6 separate regions of the Mus musculus genome follow, and regions 2, 3, 4, 5 and 6 are each linked to region 1. Evidence: chromatin contacts called from public HiChIP or PLAC-seq and promoter capture Hi-C data. All regions are on one chromosome and are shown on one strand. Each heading gives the region's core, a stretch centred on a gene start, on an enhancer-like site or on the middle of the called end of the contact. The rest is flanking DNA. Distances are from core to core; before and after follow the strand shown. Region 1 holds the start of Tlx1 (T cell leukemia, homeobox 1). Region 2 holds the start of Ldb1 (LIM domain binding 1). Region 3 holds the start of Sec31b (Sec31 homolog B (S. cerevisiae)). Region 4 holds the start of Fgf8 (fibroblast growth factor 8). Region 5 holds the start of Hif1an (hypoxia-inducible factor 1, alpha subunit inhibitor). Region 6 has its middle 16 kb from the start of Fbxw4.

Region 1 (4,235 bases), core at 742-3,241:
GAGTGAGGAACAAGAGCCAGGCAGTAGGCTGGAGCTCTGCTCTCCTGGTCTTGCTTAGGGTTTGAGAACAACTACCTGGGGGCAGTGCTAGCACTTGGGAGGCAGAGGCAGGCGGATTTCTGAGTATGAGGCCAGCCTGGTCTACAAAGTGGGTTTCAGGACAGCCAGGGCTATACAGAAAAACCCTGTCTTGAAAAACAAAACAAAACAAAACAAAACAAAACAAAACAAAACAAAAGAGTTGAGAACAACTACCTGCTTCGTGCTTTCTATCTTCTTGAATGAGCATTTGCTCTCCTGGCTGAAGATAGGGCGAGTATTTATCTGAGAGAGATGCTACTGAGTTCTGAGTTTCTATAGTTATCCATAATACTGACTTCTGGCTTATCCTTCTTTTTCTTTGTTTATTGTCTGTATAGAACACAGGTCTGAGGTCAAGACACTTGGCTGTCTCCCCAGTACCTAGAAAGTACCAGGTACATTTTAAGTACACAAATATTTGTTGGGCAAGTCAAGTCTCCATTAATTTATTAGTCACTCAAGATGAACATGTTTGATTTGTTGGGGCTGTTTTAGGAGGGGTACACACATTATATATCAATATATATATATATATATATATATATATATATATATATATATATACACACATATATATCACACATATGCACATATAACATCGCATATATATATATATGACATTTCCTGTCTTTGAGGAAGGCCCTTCAAGTGACAGTGTCAGACAGTGGCCAAAACAACTAGATTCCACTGAGACTTGCTGAGGAGTGAGGCCAGCGTTTTGCCTGTTAGAGACCTCCCAGAAGGTTCAGCAGTGAATGGACCTGAAATAGATCAGAATTCATAACCTATGCTTTTTTTTTTTCCCTCAGAACTTGGCTCCTAGGAGGGAGCAGACCTTTCCCGACTGGAGAGGGGAAAGAGAGGAAGCAAAAGAAGGGAGTTTCCTTCTTTTCTCTTGGGCTCTCAGCCAGGCAGCCACAGGCATAACTTTGAAAAGGCCTAAATTTGTCCTGGACGCACTTCCCTGATTCTCGTCCCAGCAGCCCCCGCCCCCACAGCCTTAAGACCCAAGGCTTCCCTCCAAAGATTCTAAAAGCAAGGAACTAAGTCCTTTCTCTCACAAACCCAGAGCCATTCACTTGGGTCGGGTCGTAGGAATTGCTTCTGCGAGCTTCTGTTTACTCAAAATGAAAGAGGTACCTTGAGGAACGGGCACCCTCGCACAAGCCCCAAAGTAATCCTTTGGCTTGTGACTGCTTTTCAGGATTGACTTTCGTTTCCTTAAATTCTCTAAAGAGACTGAGTTGGAGTGGCTGCTAATTTTTATAACAATATATAGCCAGCTCTTCATAGGACCTGTTTTAAAGGACAAGCCTGAACTCACCGTCCTGCCTCGGGGCCCGGGCTCCATACCTGGGGAGTAGACAGTCTTCTACTTTCTAACAAGCTGGACTTGAAGTTGCAGTAAATCTCCTGGTTGAGTGACAGGTGTTTCCCAGCTCAGCCCTTGGGGAGATTCTCCAGTTGGGCAGGACACCTGTCCCCAGGGGCCTAGTGGGCTGGACTCCTTCGGCCCTGTTCAAAGTGAGGGGGTGGGTCCTACCAGGTCTGGGAAAGGTTCTGATTTCCCTCTCCTTTGGTCCGTCTGTCTGTTCGTCTTTGGGAATGGCTGCTTCCTGATCTTTTTCTTTCTCATTTAAACCTCTCTCTGTAGCCCTCCTCCTTTCTCTTCACTGGAACTACTCAGAGCTCTGATCTCCGTCCCTCTGTCTCTGGCTCCGGCATCTGTCTGGGCTCCTGGCCTCCTTCTCCCCCCTCCCAACCCCTCCCCCGCGCTGTCATTCACCCCGCTCCTCTCCACGCACAGCCAATGGAGAGACCCGGCCGAAACAGCTAGGCTCGCTCGCTCAGGGCTTTTTCGCCCGGTGATTGATGTCCCAGAGTCAACAGCGAGCGAGCAGCCGGAGAAGGGAAGGAGAAGCCGGAGAGGGGAAGAATACAGCTCCCCCTCTCTCCTTCCCCTCCCCCCTACTTTGGCCCTTCTGCGCACTTCGCCTTCAAGTCTCAGCGCAGCCTGGGGTGGCGATTGCCTCCGCGCTCCGACTCGCTGCCCGGGTAGTCCAGCGCAGCGATCGCCCGCGCCCGGGCCCCCGCGTGGGGCCGGGGCCAGCATGGAGCACCTGGGTCCGCACCATCTCCACCCGGGCCACGCGGAGCCCATCAGCTTCGGTATCGACCAGATCCTCAACAGCCCCGACCAGGGCGGCTGCATGGGGCCCGCTTCGCGCCTCCAGGATGGAGACTACGGCCTTGGCTGTTTGGTTGGAGGCGCCTACACTTACGGCGGCGGGGGCTCCGCTGCTGGGGCGGGGGCCGGGGGCACTGGCGCTTACGGCGCGGGTGGCCCAGGTGGTCCTGGTGGTCCGGCGGGCGGCGGCGGCGGTGCCTGCAGCATGGGCCCACTGCCCGGCTCCTACAACGTGAACATGGCCTTGGCGGGCGGCCCCGGTCCGGGCGGCGGCGGCGGTGGCGGGGGTGCCGGTGGCGCCGGGGCGCTGAGCGCTGCAGGGGTGATCCGGGTGCCCGCGCACAGGCCGCTAGCTGGAGCTGTGGCCCATCCCCAGCCCCTGGCCACCGGCTTGCCTACAGTACCCTCTGTGCCTGCGGTGCCGGGTGTCAACAACCTCACCGGCCTCACCTTTCCCTGGATGGAGAGTAACCGCAGATACACAAAGGACAGGTTCACAGGTGAGTCCGGCCCGCGCGCGTCCCGCCTGGCCGTGGCTCGGTCTCTGTGCTACCCACTACCCTGCTTGATGGCTCCTTGAAGCTCTTTCTGAGCGCCAGGTCGCCTAGCGCCTCTCCGTGCGTTTCCTAAGTTCAGCTGCCTTCAGGATTCTATGTGCTCAGAATCGCTCCAAGAGTTCTTGCAGCCTGGGTTCTTCTGTCTCTCCTCTAGGACCCCATTCGTGGAAGCAAAGCTTGGTCCCCTCTCGGGATCCCAGGGCCCAGTCAGGTAGAGGACTGTAGATTCAGGACCATCTTCTGTCAACAGTCTAGGCTTTGCATGCCCGTGTGAGAAAAAAAATTTTTTTTTTCTGTCCTGGCTGCTGTTTCCTGACGGAGGCCAAGAGCCCCAGAATTAGACAGAATAATTAGACATAAGAAAAGGTTCTCCTACCTCTCGTCCCCTACTACACACACACACACACACACACACACACACACACACACACACACACACACACACACACGTGCTCTGAGTTGTGGCGTGCGGGTCGGGCCGCTGCAGATCCGCAAAGGCCCCAAGCCCGGGTGAAGGAGCAGAGCTTTCTTCCTGGACCTCCGAGATTCTTCAGAGTCAGTGGCAGCGCAAGGCTGGGCCAATTTTCGTTTTCATCCTCGGTATCCCTCCCAGGGGTCGGCTCTCTTATTTGGGGGGTGGTAAATATTGCACCCGCCTGACCAGAGGGTTGGCTGGAGGACAACTCCCGGAGAGGAGGACGAACTCTTTGGCCCAGCGGCCTTGCTCTCTGCACCACCCTAGCTCCCTCTGACCTGGCTTCCGTTTCTCTCTGCCCTAGCTCTGGAGTACCCTCTTCCTCGGTGCCCACTTCCCGCTGGCTGCCTTTAGTTGTCCTTGGATCCTTAGACCTTGAGCTGCCTCAGGAAGGTTCAGGCCCCCATGGGCACACAGCTGTTAGGAATTGGGCCCCAGTTAGCTGTCTGGGCCTTAGAGAGGGGAGGTAGTAGGTTTAGGCCGATGCTTGTGGATGGGGCTCCTGAAGCAGGCTAATGAAAAGAACAGTCTACAGCAACTAAACCTGTCCTAGCTACCCAAAGTTACCCTAGGCCCCTCTGCTTCTGTTACAGACAGCACAGGCAGAGAGGCTGTCCCTAGGGGCCCTAACCAAACTTTGGGGCCACAGCAGAAATGGGAAGGAGTCTCTGTGTTACTGTGGAGGAAGGACTCTTGTCAAGGGGGTTCAGTAATACAACCTAAGTCCTCTCATTGAGGGAGGTAGGGGACCCAGAGCCTATCTGTCTCCCCTACTTAAGGCCAGGTCAGTGTTGATGACTGACTTTAACCCACACTACGAGCCCACTGTTGAGTGTGTGTGTGTGTGTGTGTGTGTACTATACAAAAGATATCAGCATGGGCCTACTCTGGGGAGTCATAGTCAACTGTAGCGTCAGGCCTGAAGGAGGTTCTG
Region 2 (4,235 bases), core at 618-3,117, 890 kb after region 1:
AACACATACACAAACACACAAGTCAAATTGGTGGGAAGGCTATGAAGCTAGGCAGGATTCCAGCTTGGCAAGCTCTTCTCTCCTCCTCTTCTCCACCCTCTGCAGCAGGAGCCAGGGATTCCCACACCCGGATAGTCCAGGATCCTCAGGCTTTCCTCCTCCTGGGCCCTATGCCCCTAAAATGTCAGCCACAGCAGCCACTTGAAGTGTGGGCCCAACCCAGTCCAACTTGGCCAGAGTCACGTGATTTCCAAAGAAGATTCTGCACTAGCAGCTTCCCTGGGGGGATTGTGTATTTGTATGAATGTTGGGGTGCGGGGATACGGCGGGGGGGGGGGGGCTCCTAGTTCTGAAGTTTAGGCTTCTCAGAATACAGGACATACAGAGGGGCAAGAGATCCAGCCAGGCTAGACCCAGGACACTGACCACTGACTTTCTAGAGAAAGCTGCCTCCATCCTGGAAGGAAGGCCAGTTTGAGGACACAGAGTTATAAGGAAGGGGACCGACTATATTCTGGGATTCTCTTTAGACTAACCTCTCCCATCACATGGCTCAACTGTTCCCTCCTAGCACTTGTGGCCTTATACCCCGACCGTACAAGAAAAATCTCAAGGCACTCTCAGACACAGGTGTTCCCTGGCAAGCTCTGATACCTGTTAGAGAGGGTTGTGATTTGAATTTGAGTCCTCAAGTTTTCACTGGGGGGGGGGTGTCAAGCATTGCTCCCCCAACTCGAATCTGCAAACCACTCTTAACTTCACGGCCTACCTGGAACTGCTACACTCCCCCTCCCACGAAGACTGAGATAGCAGACCCAAGGGCCCAATTATCTGACACCCCCTAGGAGTGCTTTTTGTCCCTCAGGAGGGCCAACCTACCCTGGCAACAGACAGGAAAAGTTAAAGGGGGGTAAGATGGGCTCCAATCAACTCCTCCCCCAAACAGCATCCTAAGAAACAGCCCGAGGGGGGGAATGTCACAAAATATGTAAGAGGCAATAAACAGCAGGGAAGGGGGGGAAACCCAAATCAGCCAATCAGAACTCTACGATGACCTGAGGGGGGGGTCAAAAGTCCAAAGTCACTTCTGATTGGCTAACACCCTGGAATTCTGGGAATTTCAGTCCCCCCCCATCCCTCCCCAGTTAGCCTCCCCCCCCTCAAAAAAAAATTACAAGCCATCCTTAGCACCCCCTTCCCGTGCCGCTGGGCTGCTGCGTATTTATACAGATGAGAAAACCCGGCCCCGATCGAGGCCCCTCTAACTCTATACAGCCCCCGACCCCCACCATGCCTTCGATGCCCCCCACATACAAATCCTCTCCAAACCAGGGGTTAGGGGGCCGAAAGGGAGGGAGGGGCCAGGCGGCCTCGAGACCCACTCACCAGGACAGGCACAGCCCACTGACATCTTCACATCGCCCGCCGCTGGGGGCCCAGCCGAGTCACGATGCCCGCCCCTCGCAGGGACAGGCCGGGCATGAGCCGCTGCCGCCGCCCGCGGCCCCCGATGCCCGCGCCGCCGGCCCGGCCCGGCCTCTGCCCGGTGCGGGCCGCCCCTGCCTGCAGCGAGGGGCCTGTCAGGCGCGGAGCAGACAGGAAGGAAGCCAGGCAGGAAGGCGAGCTGCCTCTGCGTGTGTACGCGCGGGTGTGCGTCCCCGGAGTGTGTGTCCGTGTGTGCGCGTGTGCGTGTGCGTGTCTGTGCGCTCCCGCCGCCCTCCCCGCCGCCGCCCTCGCGCTCGCTCCCGTTCGTTCGCGCGTCCTCTCCCTCTCGCAAGCGCCGGCTCTCCGGCCAGAGTCGGGCTGGGCCGGGCTTTATTAATATGCTAATTGTCCTGGTAGTGGGAGGGGAGAGCCGTGTCAAAGTGACCCGGGCGAGCGCGGCGCGAGCGGCGACGTGCGTGCGCCGCGCGGCGAGGGGCAGGGAGCGCTCCCGGGAACGGCATGCGTGTGACGCAGCTCTTAAAAAACGAGACGGAGGCAGAGACCCCGGCGAGGGCGGGCGCCGGGGAGCGGGAGGAGGCGAAGCCTCACGCTCGGCGTCCGTCCTCCGGGTGCGCGGGGTTGGGAGCGTGGCTGAGCGGGAGCGGGGATTGGGGGAGGCGGAGCCTGGGTGGGTAGTGAGGTGTACCCTCTCTCCACCCCCGGGAGGGATGGGGCGCTGACCCCTGCCTGTGCTCTTTGCGGAGACCCTGTGTGGCGCGCTCCACCCGAAGCTGGGTGGGAAAAGGAGCACTCTCCTAATTCTCAGAGCAACCCCTAGACTCATCCCCTTTCTAAATTAACCAGACCATGCCTGCTAAACCAGTTGGGACTAGAGCTAAAAGGGTTAATTAAGAAGGGACCCCACCCTCCCCCGCCTAAGGGCCTGAGGTCCGCATTTTGCAAGGGGACACAAGGGCTGTGGTATGACCATTAGGCTGGGAAGGGGGGGAGCACTACCAAAGCCATCCTTTCCTCTTGCAGGCTCTGACGCACCAGTTAAGACACTTCCCTTCCCCCACTTTCTTCTTCCAGCCCTGGAGCCTTCTACCCACCCACCCCCATCCTCCGCCCCCTGGAAGCAGCTCCCTGTTTTGGAGGTGGAGAACAGGAAACCTACTCCTTCAGTGCCCCCTACCCATAGGGGCAGAGGCCGCGGGGAGGGTTGGGGGTGGGGCATCCTGGACAGTCAGTCTATCTTCCAAAGGGAGAACCCTCCCAACCTTCAGGCAGTCCTCAAGGACTCCTCAACCCAACCCATGGAAGGGAAGAACTCTTCCATCCCTTCTCCAAAGCCCAGCCCTAGCTGCCTCATAAACAGGAAATACCTATTAGCAGGGAGGAGGGGAGCTGCTAGAAGGAGTTCGGGGGGGGGGTGTCCCCCAAGCCTTAGCTTCTCTTAAGCTTCGTGGTGTATTCCCTGGGTAGATTCTGGGGGCTGGTATTCCCTGTCTAAGGTATCTGAACTAGACTGGTTACACTGGCTTCCCTCTTCCCTTTGTTGCTAAAATGGGGATTGTTTGAAAAAGGTGTTTGATTTCCCTACCCCGATTTAGGAGTTTGCACAGCTGGCTTGACTGTCCAGGGGAGAGTTACAAAGGTGGAGGTTAAGGTGCCATGAGACCACATATCCCAACCTTAGGGGTTTTTTTTGTTTTTTTTTGTTTTTGTTTTTTGGCTAAGGAGCAAGAGACCATGGTAGTAGAGTCTGATGATTGAAAGGAGGGCGTGCCTAGGAATGAGAATACCCCTCCCCCAGTGTTTAGAATATGGGGAGCTCCTCGGGATTACGCCGCCTGCCGTCGTCCCCGTCCCCACCAAGGGCATAGAAGGACTTGACAAAAAAAAAAAAAAAAAGACATCCACACACCAGCATTTCCTTGGCAGCATCCTCTGCCAGAGTCCATCTCCTTTCCACTTTCTTTCAGAGGTCAGCACTAGAGGGAGTGGAGAGGACCTAAGGACCTAAGGCAACAAATAGCCCCGAGTTCTGGATGCTCAGATTTGAATCCCTGCACAACCCCTCTTGAGCTGTATGACAGCCGACAGCCCCACCCTGAGCTTTACCGTCTGTAATTAGCTGGATGAGATATGAACCAGACAATGTGTACCCCGCATAGCCTCTCTCCCCATGTAGTACTACTGGTTAGACATTAGTACAAGTATGCCTTTTTTTTTTTTTGGTAAAGATTATTTCAAGGATGACAAGAGGGTGCTGAATGTGAGTTGATACAGAGGAAGGGGGATATCTTTCAGCCTTTTGACTCCTAATCTCTATCATCCATGAATGTGAATGTGCCTTCTCCCAGTCCTGGGACCACTTGCCCCTAAGGCCACTCATTCCAAACAACTAGCTAGACCAGATTCCAAGGTGATTCCGATCACCTACCTGGTGGACTGTGGGGATTTTCTCATACCCCACAGAGGTCTTCCTTCCTTTTGAATGAGAGATTCTTCTACGTTGGAGGTGTAGAAGGTGAAATACAAGGACGGAGATGAGGTGGAGATAGGTGCAAGGAAGGAGACAAAAATAAAACTGCAGGAGTGAACAAGGACCTGGCTCTGTGCTGGGTGTTCACACCTGTGGTCTCCTTTATAAGGACATTGTACATTTGGGTGTGAATGATGCCTGCCCACATCTGTGCATAGTTTCATGTGTGCATGCAGAGGTCAGAGGTCAACCTCTGGCGTACTTCCTCAGGAACCATCTTAATTTCCACACAATCCAGTATCACACAGTGAGCTGTAGGGCT
Region 3 (4,235 bases), core at 849-3,348, 600 kb before region 1:
AGCTGGCTTCTCAAGTTCTTTCAACTTCATGGTTTCCGGGAAACATATATGACCTTTGGCCCACTAAAAATAGAAATAATAATTAAAAAAAAAATCTTAGGGCCAGTGATCCAGGGAGCGTCTGTGGACACAGAGATGGTCTCTCTTCTCTACAAGATGAAGTAGTCCAGCAAAAAACAGAATGAGAAAAACAAGCTCATCTGACAGTTCGCTTACCCAATGGCTAAAACTGATTATCTAAACTCCCAAGGTCTTTAATCAACATTGGTTACTACAGTTCTACCGACAATAACCATCAAACTAGGTAATTTCTCAGTGACGTTGCCTGATTCCCTTGGTTTTAAATATTGTATCTGTGCCAGGGAACCCTGTATTTATGTCATTGACACACATCTGTCCTCTGAGTACCAATTCCCAAGGGAAATGGATAATTAAATATTTCTAGCTATAATGTACATCTATGATCCAAGCATTCAAGAGGCTGAGGCATTAGAATCATAAGTTCAGGCAAGCCTGGCGTGGACTACATACAAAGTAAGAACTTATCTTAATATATTTAAAATTATAACATTCATAGATATGTGTGTGTGTTGCCTGCATGTATGTCTGTGTACCACACGGGTACCTAATGCCTTCAGAGGCCAGAAGAGAGTGTTGGAGCCCCTGGAACTGGAGCTACAGATGGCTGTGAGCTACAATGTGAGCGCCCCGGGAACCCAGCGGGTGCTCTTACCAACAGAGCCATCTTTTCAGACCCTTTCCTTTTGCGGGAGGGGGCGCATGGTCTCCCGTAGCCCAGACTGGCCTCAAACTTGCTAGGTAACTGAGAATGATCGTCCTGTCTCTACTTGGCAAGTGTGAAGCCCCCACACCGCATTCATTTTAACTCTGTGATTTCCACTTCTAATGTATACTCAAGGTCTCATCCTCACGGGCCAGCGAAAGGGCTGAAAGGTAAAGAAGGACACTTAGAACTATTTGTGACCTGCTTGAGCAACCCAGTCAGGTCAGCCTCACCTATAAAAGCAGGCGATAATAGTACTTAATCTCTATTGTACTTTCCAGCTTGAAAAAAGCTTGGGGCTGTCAGTTAAGCTTGTTTCTGGGAGCTTCTAAACTCCTGAAGCTCCGCTTTATCAGTGACCAGCGAACTACACTATTTCGTCACCAGTGCCACCTGCTGGTCAGAACCATCCTGTACAGAAGCGCAGCGACCAGCAACAGCGCATTTGCCAGGCACAACTAGAAATTTCTATAAATTGTTACTTTGTTTTACATAGAAAACAGCCGGCTAAGCCGCAATGTAAACCCCGTGCTTTTAACCATTATATTAATTTAAGCAAAGCTTTCATGACGTGCTTAAACCATTGACAGAAGGACGGGAGAAATGCTTTTTTTTTTTTTTTTTTTTTTTGGTTTTTTTCGAGACAGGGTTTCTCTTTATAGCCCTGGCTGTCCTGGAACTCACTTTGTAGACCAGGCTGGCCTCGAACTCAGAAATCCGTCTGCTTCTGCCTCCCGAGTGCTGGGATTAAAGGCGTGCGCCACCACGCCCGGCTGAGAAATGCTCTTTTCATCCACTTTGCTCTGAGGCATCATTTTATAAGAAAAACCCTCGTTAGGATCAGAACAGCCAGAGCAGTGGCGGGCTGATAGGGTCGGGGAACCACTATCAGGGAGGACGACCCTTGGCAGTCCAGTCCTTAGGGAGAAGGTCAACACGGCTTCTCGCCTGCTGACTGCCATACAAGGCGCTTGACGGTCAGTTACCACTGGCCAGGGCACCGCGACAGTGTGCAGGCTGAGGGCCCGGTCAAGTCAAGGCTTGGGGGGCAGTCGGAGGCGCGCGCAGCGCTGCTGGACCTCGGCGGGGTTGGGGACACTGTGTGGCAAGGGGAGCGGGACCGGGTCCAGCTGGGGGGATTCGTACTGGTGCTCCAGAGGCGTGGCAGCCCGGGTGTGGTCAAGGCGAGCTCCCCGGCGTCCTCCCGTGGGAGGAGCGGTGCTCCGGGACCCCAGACCCGCAGGGGAAACCCACCTGTTCCGAGCGCCCAGGTCAGGGGTCACAGGCGACCGCCTGGGCCGGTCCTGTCCCAACCAAGGGCGCACCGCGCTGCGGACGGCGGCTGCCGAGGGCCAAAAGTCAATTTGCCCTGGCCACAGCTGGCGACCCACTCCCTCTGCTCGCCTAGCTGAGCTCCTCAACACTAATCTGCACCGAGAGCGATAGCGCAGAGGTTTCCCAGCAGGGCCTGCCTCACTTGCCCTGGGATTGCACAGTTCTAGCCCCCACACCAGTACATGCTAGTCTATTCTATTTGAGTCAGGCTCCTGTGTATAGAAAGGGAAAACACTAATTCAATTTATTATGTAGTTATTAAAGTGAGGGAAGCCCATGAGCTCTCAGTGTGATCTATTTAGCTAAAAAGCAATCGAGGTTGTAAATAGTAGTGGTGCACACTGGAGCCTACTAGTAGAGGGTGTCCACAAACTGATTAACGGCTGTGTGTGGAAAAAGAGACAACTGTGAACCAGGCACTTCATGGAAGATTTCAGGCACATGACATGGGCATTACTCCTTGGAGCTGAAAGAACACTAGGTGATATTTCAGCAAAAAGGGGGGCCAAAGCAGCTAATGGGCATGCTGGCATTTCCCATACAGTAAGTCAAAGAGACTGATCAAGAACAAGTACTGATAGATAAATTGTGGAATACCAATTAATTCTGCGGTTAACAGGGAATTACTGAAAATTATTGGGTCAGAGGCACTAGTGGCAATTGTATTTTGTATCTGGCAGTATGGATCCCTTTGGAGAAAAAAGAGAGGAAGGCAGGGACCCAATTACAAGAGGAATAGAGCAGCCCAGGGACCGGTGAAGAAAGTCAGGATTAATACTGGTGACTGAAGGAGAGCTGCCCTGGCTCTCCTGACTGAGAAAGGAAAGGATTCAAGACAGCCGGGGCCCAAGAGCAAGGGAGACCCGGTGTCGCTGATAACAGAGTTAAAACCTTGAGGCAGAGGAAAAGAGAATGTGAAGATATCACAGATGCTTTTCAAGTTGAGATAACTGTGGAGGTAATTGTGGCAGGTGAAGATGCCCAAGTTGGTTCAAAAGTGCCACTTGATGCATGGTGAGTTCTACCCGGGTCACCTCTGAAACTGGGGTGCCCATTATCTGATGGGCAGTTCTGAAACCAGATAGACACCCATGTGTGGCACCATCTGTGCCAGGACCATTCTTGCTACAACTAAACATTTAACTTTTTTTTTTTTTTAAGTGTCCTATCACAGGTGAGCCGGTGATGGGGGTGGAGTTGGGGAGTGAACAAGGTCTGAGCCTTAGGAACTAGAGGTGTGGATTGGCTGAGAGTGCTTGCTTGCCCTAAGGCTTGAAACCCTGGTTTTATTTCCCAGCACTAGAGAAACCAGTAGTCGTGGTGGCTTCAGGGTGGAGGGTCAAAAGTTCAAGGTCATCTTCAGGTACCCAAGCTACCCAGCAAGTTCAAGGGCACCCAGGGCTACAGGAGATTCTCTCTCTTCCTCTCTCTCTCTCTCTCTCTCTCTCTCTCACACACACACACACACACACACACACACACACAGCTGAACCTTGGAAAGTACTCCCAAATTAGGGAATAAAGCAGAAGTACCAACCACACTGATGGAGCATCACAAAAGAAATCGCACTAAAGTCCTAAGGTTCAAGTCCCAGCACCCACATTGCAGCTTCTAACTGCCTAACTCCAGTCCCAGAATATCCAACATCATTTCCTGGTGGCACACAGCCATATACATTCATATAAATAAATAAATATTTAAGAATGAGATGATTAAAGAGTATATCTTTGTAAAAAAAACTTCTTAAAATGACATTTATTCTGTGTGCAAGTGTGGATGCACACACACTATATATAGCACATGTGCAAAGGTCAGAGGACACCTTGAAGTAATGGATTTTCTCCTCCAACCATGTAGGGCCTAAAGATTGATATCAGGTGTTCACCACATATCTTTACCAACTGAGCCATCTCAGCAGCCCGCAATAAATCTAAGAATTCTTCAAAAAGTAACGTTTTCAGTTCCACTCCCTAATTTTGCACTTTTTAACTGCCCAGATAATCCACTAATGGAGCCCATATCTAAGTTGAATGATGTGATGGTCTGAATAAGAATGGCTCCCAAAGGCTCGTATACCTGAATGCTTGGTCACCAGGGAGTGGGACTCTTTGAAAG
Region 4 (4,235 bases), core at 787-3,286, 590 kb after region 1:
TTCCTTGTGGTACATCCAAGGAGTCTGGAAATTGGCCCCATTTCAAGACAAGAATATTGAATGTTGTAGAAATCAATCAGTTCTCAGCCCCTGCCCCAGTAGCTCCCTGTACTCAGCAGCCCTGCGGGAAGCCGCCAGCCGACTCAGTCCCCTGGGGTATCCACAGTGGAGCCCGGAGTCTAACTTGCAGGCCGAGTCTCCCTGTGCAATTGACCCTTCTGATCAGTTAGCAGTTCTGTCCCTTTTTCAAACTGGGCGAACTGGGGGATTTCTCTACTTTCTTTTTCCCACTCTCCTTTTGTGGGCCCTGGCGACATATCCTCTTTCAAGAACTCCCCTTAAATTTGGGCCTCTCCTCTGAACCCTCTGCCTCCACCTGCAGCCGGGTAGAGGTGTGTGAAGATTGTAAGGGAGACTCCTGGATTCATTCATTTGCGGAGCAGGGAAGAGAGGGCACCTGTTGGCCTCGTCCTCCCCAGGGTCCCTTCCCCACTATTCTCTCCAGCTGACCCCAAGGCACCTTTTCGTCTTAACTCCTTCCCTTCTCAGGTGGAGAGCCCGCAGGCCTTTCTGGCTGATGCAGCTGGGGCTGGCAAGGGGCGGCGAGGTCCAAGCTACCTCTCCTCTCCAGGGTCCGGGAATGCACCTTACCGAAGGGGTCTCCGTCTTCTGCCATGGCGTTGATGCGCTTGTTGGCCAGGACCTGCACGTGCTTCCCGCTGGTGCGGCTGTAGAGCTGGTAGGTCCGGATGAGGCGGCGGCTGAGCTGATCCGTCACCAGGCTCTGCTCCCTCACATGCTGTGTAAAATTAGGTGAGGACTGAACAGTTACCTTTAGGAAATTGAAAAATACACAGCACGCCATTATAACGCTACTCCGCCCAGGGGCCCCGAGTTGGTCCCCATTGCCCTTGTACCCGCCTCCCGCCGCGCCAGGCAGCCAGCGGGGACTGGGGGCATCCCCACAACATGCCGGCTCAGGCCACCAACCCCCTCGGGGAAGTCGCGCAGACCCAGCCCAGGATGGATGGATGAACCCGGGAATGAGGGAGTCTGGACCCACCTGTTGGGAAACACCCTGGGGCTCCCGGCCAGCTCGGAGCAGGGAAGTGGGCTCCCTGCCCAGCGCAGGCCCCCCGCCCGGGCCTTCCTAGAGGAGCAGGGTGCTTTTAAGTAGCGAGGCAACGCTACCCGACCCGTGACATTTATAAAGACAAATTTACGGAGCAAATGTTGAGAATGCAAAGGGCCTAGGTTAACACGATCGTTGGCCCAAACCGGCCACAGGTCTCCCCAGAGAGCAGCGGCGAGGATATTCGCTGCAACTACATCCCAACTACCCTTGACAAGGAACACCCGCTGACTCCAGCTCCCGCCTTCCTAGGAGGCCAGGTGTGGCTACAGGTAGCCTTCCCATCCACCCGAACTGGCCAGTCGCTGGGCTCAAGACCCTTGGGTTCTAGTCTCTCCACTCACTCGCTGTGTGACTTTAGGCAGGACACTGTCTCTCTGTTCCTTAGATCCCTCCTCGGGGTAGTTTGGGGCTGGATTTGTAAAGTTCTTTCCAGCCCTGCTGCGCTGGCCGAAGGGTCGGTCCTCGTGTCCCTGCCCGAGAGTGTCAGCTGGGTTCCCCGCGCCCGGCCCCCGCTTCTGCGCAGCGCTCCTTACCTGGGCTTGGAGGCAGAGAACCAGCAAGTGCAACAGCCTGTGGGAGACAAAAGCGGGCAGGAAAGAGGCGCGGGGTGAGCGGAGAGGGCTCGGCGGGCGCTGGCCGACGGGGACGCGGGGGCGACCGCGGTACTCACAGGCAGCTCAGCGCGGAGCGGGGGCTGCCCATGGCGCGCGGCCCCGGGAGCACTGAGAGCCCGAGCGGGGTCACGCCGTCCCACTGGAGGCCGCGGGGGGACAAGCCGAAGGTGCGGAGGCTGAGGGAGGTCGGGGTGCGGGAGGCCAGCGGCTATCCCGACGCGGCTCGTGGAATGTCGTGCTCGCCGCGCGCGCCGAACCCCTCTGAGCCGCTGCTGGAGCCGGTGGCCGCTGGCTGCTCAGGAGCCCGAGCAGGCGGGAGGGTAACGGGCCTGTGGGGTGGGTGGGGAGGTGGGAAGGGAGGGGGAGGGCAGGGGCGGGGGGCGCCGCACCGGCCGCGAGGGGGGAGCGCGGGGCGGGCGGCCGGAGCCCGCACCCCCGGCTGGGCGCTGGGGCCGGGTCGCCGCCCGGGGCGGGGGCGGGGCGGCCGGGGGCGGGGCGGCGGGCAGAGCAGGGATTGGGGGGTCTGGCCCAGGGGAGGGGTCTAGGGACCCGCGGGAGGGGCGGGGGCGGCTGGTGTGGGCGCCTCCCACTACCCTTGCCTGTCTCTTCCAGCGTTCCGGGGGCGGGATCGTCCAGGGATTGGGGGGCGTCTGGGACAACATGTTTAGTGGGGTCCCGTACACTTGAGTCCTGCAGGACTGTTGATCTGCTTAGGGTCGGGTCTGCTTATCTCTGGCCTCCTAGAAGGTCTCTGGGTCGCCTAATGTGTGCTGCGGTCGCACGCGCCCCTCTTGGGAGCCTGCAGCTAACAGTGAACTGGGCCCCGGTGCTGAGCGTCCCCTTGGGCGCCACTGGAACCCGGTGCCTTCACCTTTCTAAAAACCCAACCCCGCTGGTTTTCTGTCTCACAGTCTCCAAAGAGGCTCTGGGAGGGAGAAATGCCCCTTGCCACCCCATTATCACCTTCAGCCTTGCTCCTGTCCATCCAACTGCACTAGTCTATAAAGCTTAAGAAAAACCTTGAAGCGTCTATGTGGTAAGAGCTCAGGGGTCTCTGAAGGACCCACAGCCACTGCTTCTGAGCAATTAGCAGGGGCAAAAATAACTACGTTCAGCAACATTCAGGACACGGACCCAAGCTGCCTAGCCTTTCCCCTTCTGAGTTCCAGGTTTTCCTTGAGCAGGTACCTGGTGTCTTGTGTCACTTGGAAGAGGGAGGTGCTGGTGAGAAGGTAGAGACTTCTGTAAGCCTTTTCAAGCCCGTCGCCCCATTGCTTTCTCCATAGGGTTTCTGGGAACCCTGAGCCACTATTTTGTTACCGCAGGCACAGAGATTTCCCAGGCCAGGTATTTTTGAAGACCAGGTGGCTCCGTGGATGTACCACCCAGCTCTGCCTTCATCCACAGCCTCCCCTCTACTGATCCTCTGTGCCTCCGGGGTAGAACTAGGGGTTTGCGGTGGCCCCAGAAAGTCTTTGTAGGCTAAAGAGAGGCAAGCAGGCCCTTGTCAGTCCCCATCCGGTTCGGCCTGCCGCCCCCCTTTTATGCATCCCATCTTGCAAATGCAAACACGGAGTAATATATATATATATATATATATATATATATATATATATATATATGGTTAGGGGAGTCCATCTCAGCCCTTCAAGTGCTGAGCAATATAGAGAAGAACTGGTTCCAAGGAGACAGTCTCAGCCCTCCTCAGAGTAGACTTCCTGAGCTCATAGGTGAGTCTCCTCACAAATTCTGTTCCCCGCTGTTTTGATCCACCCAGACCTGGAGGTGAGGGAGGAATCTGTCTTACAGGCCCAAGGATTGAAGCTCAGGGCAGAGCTGTAGCTCTGCAGGTAGTGTTGGATGGATGGATGGGGGCCACCTGACTGAGCCATTAGACTATCTTCCACCTTTGGTGGCTTCACCTGCCAACCGATGGTAGCTTTTATCTGTCAGTGATTTGGCAGGCAATAGCTCTTTTCAGTCCCACTGGAGAGTGGGCCCATGAAGGGGGAAATGGGGTAGACGGACTCCAGTGTCCAAGGGGTTGACAAAGGCCAACCCCTTGCTTTCTCTGTGTGCTTGCTGAGGGGCCTTTAGAATGACTTGTCTTTTTTTTTTTTTTTTCATTGCTTCAAGCTGACAAAGGTGATATCTGTTTGCTCACAGAATTTACTTCATGTGTGGAGCATATGAGATACTCAGGAGTGTTTATTCTTGAGTGTATCGACGAGTAAATGCCTAAACAGATGGAAAGCGAAGGATGGGCTCCCCTGGAAAAGGAAGGGCCCTCTCTTCACTATGGACACAAGACTTTGAAAATAAGTTTGAGTCACAAGACACAGGTAGGGATCAGGAAGCAGTCTGTCAGTAGATCCTGGGTTTTAGTTCCTCCCAGGTGTGGTGTGTGTGTGTGTGTGTGTGTGTGTGTGTGTGTGTGTAGGGCCGAGCACCTGAGTTGTAACAGGGTTAGGGAGCCTCCAGAGATG
Region 5 (4,235 bases), core at 457-2,956, 590 kb before region 1:
TGCAGATAAAATCTTGACTGCTGCCAAACCCCTTCATGGAGATAACCCTGTTATCAACTTGTTATATCATAGTGACTATGTAGCTTAAGTATATAACTAAGACAGAAGTATTAATTTCTATTGCTGCATATTCAGTTAAATTTTGTTTTAGTGTTCTTTAAACAAGTCATAAAATTAGCAGCCCAAACAACACCTACTTAATATCTCACATTTGTCATGAGTATTGGTTCTGGTTAGTCAGGTCCACAGCTCAGGGTCTCACCAGTGTGAAACCAAGGCCTATGCCATGACATCTGAGGCTCTGAATCCTTTTATAAGCATAGCAGTTATTGGTCAAATTCAATTACTTGAATTTATAGGGCTACACTTCCCATATTTTTGTTGGCTATTAGCCAATAGTCTTTCTCAGCTTGTAAAGAATTCACTTGTCATTTTCTGAAATATATGCATATATATGTGTGTGTGTATATGAATATACATATATATTCAAGGCAAACCAGAGAGCATGTATTATGGATTCAAATCCCCAAGCCTTTTGTCTCTAACTAATGTTTCCAGATTTAAAGGGCTAGAGAGATAATGTCTGCCCTACTCAAGATAAGTCTCCATTTTGATGACCTCAAATTTGACTGGTTAGGGACTTTGACTACATATTTGCCATATAATGTTACCTAACTACAGGGACACCACCCTGTCATAGATGCAGTTCCTACTGTCATTTTAAGGGGAGAGACTTAAATAGGATATGTACACCATGGGATGACAATCTTGGCCTCCTGTAGGTATTCATTAGAATGGTCCAGTAAGGGCTGGCGAGACTGCTCAGCGGGTAAGAGCACTGACTGCTCTTCCAAAGTTCCTGAGTTCAAATCCCAGCAACCACCCATAGTGAGATCTGACGCTGTCTTCTGGTGCATCTGAAGTCAGCTACAGTGTACTTATGTATAATATTAAATAAATCTTTTAAAAAAAAAGAATAGTCTAGTAAGCAAACAAAACAATTAATACCTTCTCTTATAACCAGTATGTATTGTTGGAAAATGTGAATATCTGTGGTTGCATAACATTGGTCTCATTGCAAGATTAGATTTAAGTAGGTGAGATAGTGCTATATGCAGAAAAATCAAATAATACTGAACAAAAATGGATTTTATATTACTTTTTTTTTTTTTTAAAGGGATGGTGGTTTGCTGTGTTATTCAGACTGGCTCTGAACTCTTGGATTCAAGTGGTCTTCCTGCTTCAGCGTCTGGAGTAATTGGAACTATAAGCCCTTGATCTTCTCTAGATTCTGAATGAATTCAGTTTGTCCTTAATCATCTGTCTAAGCCTTCAGGACAGCTTTACCCAAGGTCTATGTGCTAACTGATTTTTCTAGTGATTTCTTAAGTGGATCTAAGCGTTGGCTTCTCTCCCCACCCGAGAGAGTAAAGCTTAAAGCTTAATTACACTTGCCTCCGTCTTTGCCTCTGTAGGCTTGAACATAGGGAGGCAGCAATATTTCGTGGGCTTGTTTGTCCCTTTTCTAAGGAACTAAGCGAGTCGGCCTTATGGAGCCTAGACTGTAGTCCTGCAGGTCACCGCTAGGGAGCGCTCCTTCAACCTAGGCGCCCACCTACTTAAAAGGTCTCGATCGGTTTCTCTTGCAGTCCATCTCTATGGTGTTCGTTGTTGTTGCTTCCGGAAAGGGCGGAGCTTTCACTTCCGGCGGGGCCGTCCCTAGAGTAGAGATGGCGGCGACGGCAGCCGAGGTTGCGGCCTCTGGCTCTGGAGAGGCCCGGGAAGAAGCCGAAGCTCCGGGTCCCGCCTGGGATGAGTCCCAGCTACGAAGTTACAGCTTTCCGACCAGGCCCATCCCACGTCTGAGCCAGAGTGACCCTCGGGCGGAAGAGCTCATCGAAAATGAGGTGGGGGGCGGGGCTGCTGCTGAAGGGGGTGGAGGAAGGGACCCGGTTAGCGGAGAGGTGGCACACTGATCAGATTGTGGACAGAGGCTTGAGAGGCGGGAAAGGGAGATGCTACGTCAGGAGAGAGTGACAGGAGACACTGTTGTGAATTTGACAAGTACAGATATCGTCGAGAAGAACATATTAGCGCCTTGGAATTACTTCATTGATTTTTTTTTTTGATGTTTTTGCTTAGGAGCCAGTGGTGCTGACCGACACAAACCTTGTGTATCCTGCACTGAAGTGGGACCTCGAATACCTGCAAGAGAATATTGGCAACGGAGATTTCTCTGTGTACAGTGCCAGCACCCATAAGTTCTTATACTATGATGAGAAGAAGATGGGCAATTTCCAGAACTTTAAGCCAAGGTCCAACAGGGAGGAAATTAAATTTCATGAGTTCGTTGAGAAACTACAAGCTATACAGCAGCGCGGGGGAGAAGAGCGGTAAGTTGCCCCGTCAGTAGAACCAGGGCATCCGCTTTCCTGTACTTGTTTGAAGGTGTGGTGGAGTTGGGTAAGAAGAGATTGGCACCTCCAAGCCTCTGGGTTCCACGAGTGAATATTCTGCTCTGCGCTTTGAGTTCTTGATGGTTCTTTTTAGCTTAGTGGATGAGGGCAGCATTAGCCTTGAACTGTGAGTCCAATTTCCTGTCTTTGGTAGTTAGAGTGACAGTTGTTTTGCAGGGTCAGTCAGACGAAAGAAAGGCTTTGACCGTGCCTATGTGGAACTTATACTAGCCTGATAGCATATGTCCAGTTAAATCATTGTGCGGTTCTGTTTGGGAGGGCTGTCCCAGGGTTCGAAAATTTCAAGCTCAAAATGGAAGATTTTTACTTAAGATCTTTTGATTTCTTGAAAAAAAAAAAAAGATTGTGTTTTATGTGTGCAGGTGTTTGTATTTAGTTGCTATTGTTTTGGGGGGGGCGGGGCAGGGACTCACTCTGGAGCTCTTAACTGGACTGGCTGGAACTTGCCATATAGACTAGGCTTGCCTCAAACTCGATAAGATCCTCTTGCCTCTGCCTTGAGTGCTGAGATTAAAGTGTTTACCTGTTTGCCTTGCACACCATGTGTATTTAATGCCTGTAGAGGGCAGAAGGCATTCCATTCTCTGCAAAGGAGTTACAAATAGTTGTTAACTGCCAAGTGGGTCCTGGGAACCGAGCCATGTGGGTCCCAGTCTCCTACTGCAGCTGTTACCCGATGAACCATCTCTGCAGCCCTTTTGACATTTAAAGCGCGCACGCGCGCGCGCGCACACACACACACACACACACACACACGCACACGCATGTGCACAGAGTAAGGCAATAATTGCTTGTTGGATTTAGCCCTGAAATTGACAGTCTTGATTCTCAAATACTTTTCTGGCTAGGGACAAAAAGTTGAGCCGTCCTTTATGATTTGGGTTGGGGGTATCAGGATCCTCTAGCTTTGGGAAGGTCAGAACACATTGCTTGATACACTGTTCTATTGGTCCAAAATCATTTGGAAGAGTGATTCTTCCTTTTTGTTTTTATTTCCACTTCTGAGGACCGCCCAGTTATATAGGTTCCAGACAGCAGTCAGTCCCACATTATAAAATTGTCCCTGGAGAATTGCTTTCGCTGAGTCCTTGACAGTGAATGACTGTCCCACATTTGGTGGCCATATCTGGAGTACTCTGTAGCCTCCTATCTTGATTCTCTTTCTGGCTTCCTAGCATCAGAATGTAACTAAGTGAATAGATTTTAAAGGTCTGGGCCAATGAGGTAGCTCATTGGCTAAATGTGCTAAGTGCCAAGCCCGACAGCTGGAGTTAATCTCCAAGACCACCATGGTGGAAGAAGAGAACCAGCTCTCACAAGTTGTCCTGTGACCTTACATGCATACTAGGAGAGATTCTGAGCTTTTATAACTCAGTTGTAATAGGCATATGGTTTAGATTTGTGGCTTACTTTTTTTTTTTTTTTTTTTTTTTTTTTTTTTGGTAAGTAGGTGTGTTATACCTGGCAGGGTGGTGCACGTGTGTAATCGTAGCACTCAGGAAGTGGAAGCCGAAGAATGAGGGATTCAGGGCCAGCCTCTCTTACCCTGAGAGAGCCCACCTAGGAGGTTCCTTGTAGCTAGGTTTTTCCAAGTTACTGAGATCTCTAATTAATGTTGCCGTAACTGTTAGGACTTTAAGGCAGGGAAGTCCCTTCTTTTCACTCAGACATGCTTGGCCTGGGTCACATCATCTTGTCTATTCCTGACACGAATTGTCCCAGTAGTTACAATCTGGAATTTTGCAGTTTGGATGTAGC
Region 6 (4,235 bases), core at 1,000-3,499, 530 kb after region 1:
CCCACATACTTACCTTTCCCTGTGATACATTCTGACAATCTTTGACTCTGTGCACATCAATGGCTCCTCCAAGCAAAGTCCCTTTCATTTGTTTCCTTTGGTTTGCACGTCTGCCTGGTGGGTTTAAATGGTATGGTATTTTATAGATTCCAGGGTTATTGTGTCTTAGTAAATCTTGGTTCAGTTAACTCAGCATCCTTTGTGAAATATGTCTCTTACATACAAAAATCTTCATCCAGACTAAATGGTTTTTGGTTGGTTGGTTGGTTTTTCAAGATGTGTGTGTGTGTGTGTGTGTGTGTGTGTGTGTGTGTGTAGTAGTAGCTCTGGCTATCCTGGCACTCGCTTTGTAAACCAGGCTGGCCCAGGATCTACCTGTCTCTGCCTCCAGGGTGCTGGGGTTAAAGGTGTGTGCTGTCACACACGGCTAAAGCAAATGTTTTTTAAAGCCACTGGGAGATGAGGATTCAGTGCAGTGGTAGACTGCTTGCTTGTGAAGTACAAGGCCTCAGGTTCAATGCCCACACATCACAAACCCCACCCCCCACCAACTAACGTAGAAGGCAACAACTATTCTTATGATTTCTGGTTTAGGATATTATTTTAAGGGGTATCTCTGGAATGCCCCCATGTCATCTCCTGTCACCCTGAGTGTTCTGTAATCTTCAATGAAACCCCATGTCTTTATGAAAACCTTTCTCCTTCGATGAGCTGCTCCTAAGTCAGACAGGCAGGAACATGCAAATACACATAAAACTCTCCTGGGAATAAACTTCTTTTTCCTCTTTTAAAACACTGTTAAGAAAGAGAGAGAGAGAGAGAGAGAGAAGAGAGAGAAAGAAAGAAAGAGAAAGAAAGAAGAGAGAGAGAGAGAAAGAAAGAAAGAAGAGAGAGAAAGAAAGAAAGAAAGAAAGAAAGAAAGAAAGAAGAGAGAGAGAAAGAAAGAAAGAGAGAGAGAGAGAGAGAATGAATTATCTATATGGATAGGTGTCAAAACCATAATGCTGAGTGAAATAATAAGCAAAATACGTTTGGAGCAGAGTGTACACTCTACAACATGATGTCCTTTATGAGTTATCACTAAGCTATCATAGCTATTTAAGGATCGCAATGGAAATGAAGAACAAAAATAGGGCTATATGCACGTCAAACTCATGGTAGAGGCTGGTCCTGGGAAAGGGGCGTGACCCTCCTGGGTTGTGATGAAAGGGACTTTTAGTCCCTTCTCTAAGACTTCTTTTCTTTTAAGGGGGGGGGGGAGCCATTAAGCTAAGATGGTTCACTTAAGTCAAAGTTAGAGGACATGAAGTGTCATTGAAATTCTTGTCTAAAATACAGACAGAGGTCCGAGAGCTCATCTTTGTTCTCCTAAATTGTCCTTTAGTCGTCTTTCCCTTAGCTAGTAGACTGGTTTTTGTTTTTTTTTTCCCCTCAGACTCTAGCCTGTCTCATTTTCTTTCAACAAGAGAGAAAGCTATTTCAAATTGATTAAATATTTCAAAATAGTTGTTACCTCCTGTTTCTTCCCCCACAGTAAACTTTTTCCTCCCAAGTTCTTGGGCTGTTGAGATGAAACCTGATCTCTGTGTGTATTAGATAAAGAGCAGCCACACCGCGAGTCTTGTGCAGAGCCGGTGGACGAACAAATAAATACATAAATAAACAAACAGGCGAGCAAGCGCCCAAGGCTCGGGCTGGCGCTGGGCAGGGCGGACAACAAGCCGCAGTTTTAGGAGCGGAGTTTTCTTTTTTTCATTCCGCAGACGTCGTTTCTGAAGGGTTTTGCCTATTTGACTTCTTCGCTTTGAGGAACTTGTCGAGAACAATCATTTTCGATCTGTCTTTCCCTCGGGGTCCCGTAAGGTCACTGGACATAAGATAGCTGTGAAATTTGACATTGTTCCCATTTAAATGCTTTCCCCAGCAAGTGCAAGAGTGCGGCCGCTCGCTCGGGTGTGGGGCTCGCGGCCGGGTGCTCTGAGCCTCGCCGGCCCTCCAGGCTTCAAAGCCTGCCATCCTTGATCTCCCCAAAGAATGTTTTTGAATTCTACGTCCATCTAGTGGTTGCCGGCAAAGATCTACTTGGCTTTTTCTTTCTTCCTTTTCTTTCACACTTGAGCAGTGAGATTCTGTTTGTGATGGGGGTTTTGCCCCCCTCGGTCTTTAATTCGTTCACAGGTGGTTTCAAAGTGTCTGTCCTCGGCCACTGCCTTCTATAAACAAGCAGGAATTCGCGGGCTGCCGTGGGCCCAGGCGCCCCTCTCCTCCCAGCGCCCTCCTGATCTCACTTTGAAAATAGACTGTTTTGTGGACAGTAAAGTACAGTTCCTTTTCAGAGATGAGATTAGAGGCTTGAGGGGAGTCTGGAGGGAGGGGAGTGTTTTTCTTTTTCTTCTGCTTTTTGCTTTTCTTTTTCTCACCGGAGAGCCTTTGTGCGCCGAGTCGTTTTAGCAAGCGCGAGAACTTTACTTATTTTACACTCAGTTGCGTCTTTGGTTAAGGATGACGCGGCGCGGAGCGCAAGGTGCTGGGAATTTGCTGATCCCCCCACCCCCCCCCACCCCCCACCCCCATTCCATCTCTGGCATCCTAAACTCGTGAGTAAAAAGATCAGGTGGTGACAGGAGCTAACAGCAGCCACGGGTCCAAAGGATCAAGTTTTCTAAGTCTAGAGAAGGACGAAGGACTTGGGTGCCTCGTCTCTCTTATCGCGCTCCCCTTTCAGTGAGTCCCCAAACGTTCTCCCCAGGTTCTACATCCTGTACGTGAGGTTTTAGAGGGAATGCCCTGCAGCAGCAGTTGAGGGGGTCATAGATACAGGCTGTTCCGAATTCCGTGAGGAAAAAACAAAACAAAACAAAAAAGTGTGTAGAGCCTCTCACTGCAGCTGTCGTTCAGAGTCCTGGGCCATGCATGGTGGGCTCCAGGAAAACAGACAGGCACGGGTTTATGCCTAGAAGTCTGCCCCTGCTCTAACTCAGGTTTAAAACAAATCCTTTCAATAGTTAAAAATACCGAGGCCTGAAAAGAAGGCTCAGCGGATAAAAGCACTTACTACCCGTGCAGAGGACCAGAGTTCAGATCCCAGCCCCGACCCACCCCAGTCTCCACTCACCACCCCAGCCCCCACGCACCACCCTAGGCCCCACTCACCACCCCAGCCCCCACTTATCACCCCAGCCCCCACGCACCACCCCAGCCCCCACGCACCACCCTTTGCCCCACTCACCACCCCAGCCCCCACGCACCACCCCAGCCCCCACTCATCACCCCAGCTCCCACATCTACCACCCCCACGTGGGGCTGCTCACAACCCGCCTGTGCCTTTGGGTTCCTCAGGCACTCGAATTCACAAGAACATGACACACATATACAAATTTAATTTTTTTAAATAAAAATGGGCAAAATCTGAAATGTTATATATTTTTTAATGAACTTATTTGTTGTTACATGCATTGGTCTTTTGTCTGCGTGTGTGTCTCTGTGATGGTGTCAGATCCCTAGAACAGGAGTTAGAGATAGTTGTGAGCTGCTGTGTGGGTGCTGGGAATTGAACTCTGATCCTTTGGAAGATCAGCCAGTCGGTACTTTTAACCACTGAGCAATCTCTCCAGCCCCCTATATTACATTATTATATATAGCATCTTATGTGTACATCTATGTATATACATATACATATACATTACACACACACACATACACACACACTTTCTCGGGGTTGGGTTGTAGCTCAGTAGTAAAATGCATAGATATCAATATTGAAGCCCTGAATTCAATCTCAAGCACATTTCTCTTTATGAAAGTTAATAGGCTTTATTAAAATTAGTGTAAAAAACATAAATCATAGGTGTAAATGTAGCAATGTGGCATTACCTATAAAGTCAAAAAACTGCATACAATTATCAGCGGGGATTTGATAAATGGTGAGGTGTCTGTGGAATATGTAATGATTTCAAAGAAGGCGATAATAAAAATGGGACTTAAACCAAGAACAGGGGGGACGACATGGAAACCTTTAAGAAATAGTGTTGAGAAACAGTTTTTCAAACAGGAAGTTGAAAAAACACCAGGCCCCACTCACACACACACACAAAAAATGGGGGTGAAATCTTTAGTAACGTGGTTAGGCCCTATGTTCAACACCCAGTGCCAAATACATACTATTTAATATTAATAGTTTTAGATATAAACATATAATGTATAGGAACATATGGGATTAAGGGAGACCATGTATG

What was found. Promoter capture Hi-C pulls out the DNA fragments that hold promoters and counts their contacts. HiChIP or PLAC-seq counts read pairs in DNA pulled down with a chosen protein or histone mark.
Region 2: an H3K27ac HiChIP or PLAC-seq map of embryonic stem cells shows a contact between it and region 1, with 5 times the contacts expected there. The contact joins the promoter of Ldb1 here to the promoter of Tlx1 in region 1. A contact is called at or near these places in 1 of 39 promoter capture datasets (embryonic stem cells), 2 of 484 Hi-C or Micro-C datasets (both in embryonic stem cells), 3 of 115 datasets of contacts at active chromatin or transcription factors (embryonic stem cells and pancreatic cancer cells) and 1 of 9 other capture datasets (embryonic stem cells).
Region 3: a promoter capture Hi-C map of liver shows a contact between it and region 1, with 3 times the contacts expected there. The contact joins the promoter of Sec31b here to the promoter of Tlx1 in region 1. A contact is called at or near these places in 7 of 39 promoter capture datasets (cranial neural crest, embryonic stem cells, hippocampal neurons and 2 more) and 2 of 115 datasets of contacts at active chromatin or transcription factors (embryonic stem cells and pancreatic cancer cells).
Region 4: an HNF4G HiChIP or PLAC-seq map of pancreatic cancer cells shows a contact between it and region 1. The contact joins the promoter of Fgf8 here to the promoter of Tlx1 in region 1. A contact is called at or near these places in 21 of 39 promoter capture datasets (the 3T3-L1 cell line, the C10 cell line, the HPC-7 cell line and 12 more), 2 of 15 datasets of contacts at CTCF or cohesin (large pre-B cells and stem cell-derived epiblast-like cells), 27 of 484 Hi-C or Micro-C datasets (bone marrow-derived macrophages, cerebellum, cranial neural crest and 6 more), 19 of 115 datasets of contacts at active chromatin or transcription factors (craniofacial prominence, embryonic basal ganglia, embryonic forebrain and 10 more) and 3 of 9 other capture datasets (embryonic stem cells, embryonic tail and embryonic trunk).
Region 5: a contact with region 1 is called in a promoter capture Hi-C map of embryonic stem cells, with 3 times the contacts expected there. The contact joins the promoter of Hif1an here to the promoter of Tlx1 in region 1. A contact is called at or near these places in 5 of 39 promoter capture datasets (the HPC-7 cell line, cranial neural crest and embryonic stem cells), 2 of 115 datasets of contacts at active chromatin or transcription factors (embryonic stem cells and pancreatic cancer cells) and 1 of 9 other capture datasets (embryonic stem cells).
Region 6: an H3K4me3 HiChIP or PLAC-seq map of bone marrow-derived macrophages shows a contact between it and region 1, with 4 times the contacts expected there. The contact joins the enhancer-like site here to the promoter of Tlx1 in region 1. A contact is called at or near these places in 11 of 39 promoter capture datasets (the SN4741 cell line, cranial neural crest, embryonic stem cells and 6 more), 3 of 484 Hi-C or Micro-C datasets (all in embryonic stem cells), 10 of 115 datasets of contacts at active chromatin or transcription factors (bone marrow-derived macrophages, embryonic basal ganglia, embryonic forebrain and 6 more) and 1 of 9 other capture datasets (embryonic stem cells).

Annotation. Positions count from the first base shown.
Region 1 is chr19:45,148,724-45,152,958 of GRCm38.p6, forward strand. It overlaps Tlx1 (T cell leukemia, homeobox 1), which reads left to right and starts at 1,992. Exons shown (of 3, transcript NM_021901.3): 1 at 1,992-2,769. The coding sequence starts at 2,193.
Region 2 is chr19:46,043,444-46,047,678 of GRCm38.p6, forward strand. Ldb1 (LIM domain binding 1) reads right to left here and starts at 1,868. Exons shown (of 11, transcript NM_001113408.2): 1 at 1,387-1,868. The coding sequence starts at 1,411.
Region 3 is chr19:44,543,750-44,547,984 of GRCm38.p6, forward strand. Sec31b (Sec31 homolog B (S. cerevisiae)) reads right to left here and starts at 2,099. Exons shown (of 26, transcript NM_001033343.1): 1 at 2,039-2,099; 2 at 1-63. The coding sequence starts at 30.
Region 4 is chr19:45,740,848-45,745,082 of GRCm38.p6, forward strand. It overlaps Fgf8 (fibroblast growth factor 8), which reads right to left and starts at 2,037. Exons shown (of 6, transcript NM_001166361.1): 1 at 1,806-2,037; 2 at 1,669-1,705; 3 at 1,064-1,150; 4 at 652-832. The coding sequence starts at 1,837. RefSeq lists enhancers at 1-804, 1-382.
Region 5 is chr19:44,561,148-44,565,382 of GRCm38.p6, forward strand. Hif1an (hypoxia-inducible factor 1, alpha subunit inhibitor) reads left to right here and starts at 1,707. Exons shown (of 8, transcript NM_176958.3): 1 at 1,707-1,907; 2 at 2,143-2,393. The coding sequence starts at 1,731.
Region 6 is chr19:45,674,167-45,678,401 of GRCm38.p6, forward strand. No RefSeq gene overlaps it. Among named protein-coding and RNA genes, the nearest start is that of Fbxw4, 16 kb to the left of the region's middle. Within about 2 kb of position 2,250, at least 43 of the 459 cell types and tissues checked have an H3K27ac peak or open chromatin away from gene starts, as enhancers often do. A contact at or near this core is called in bone marrow-derived macrophages, where this site is marked.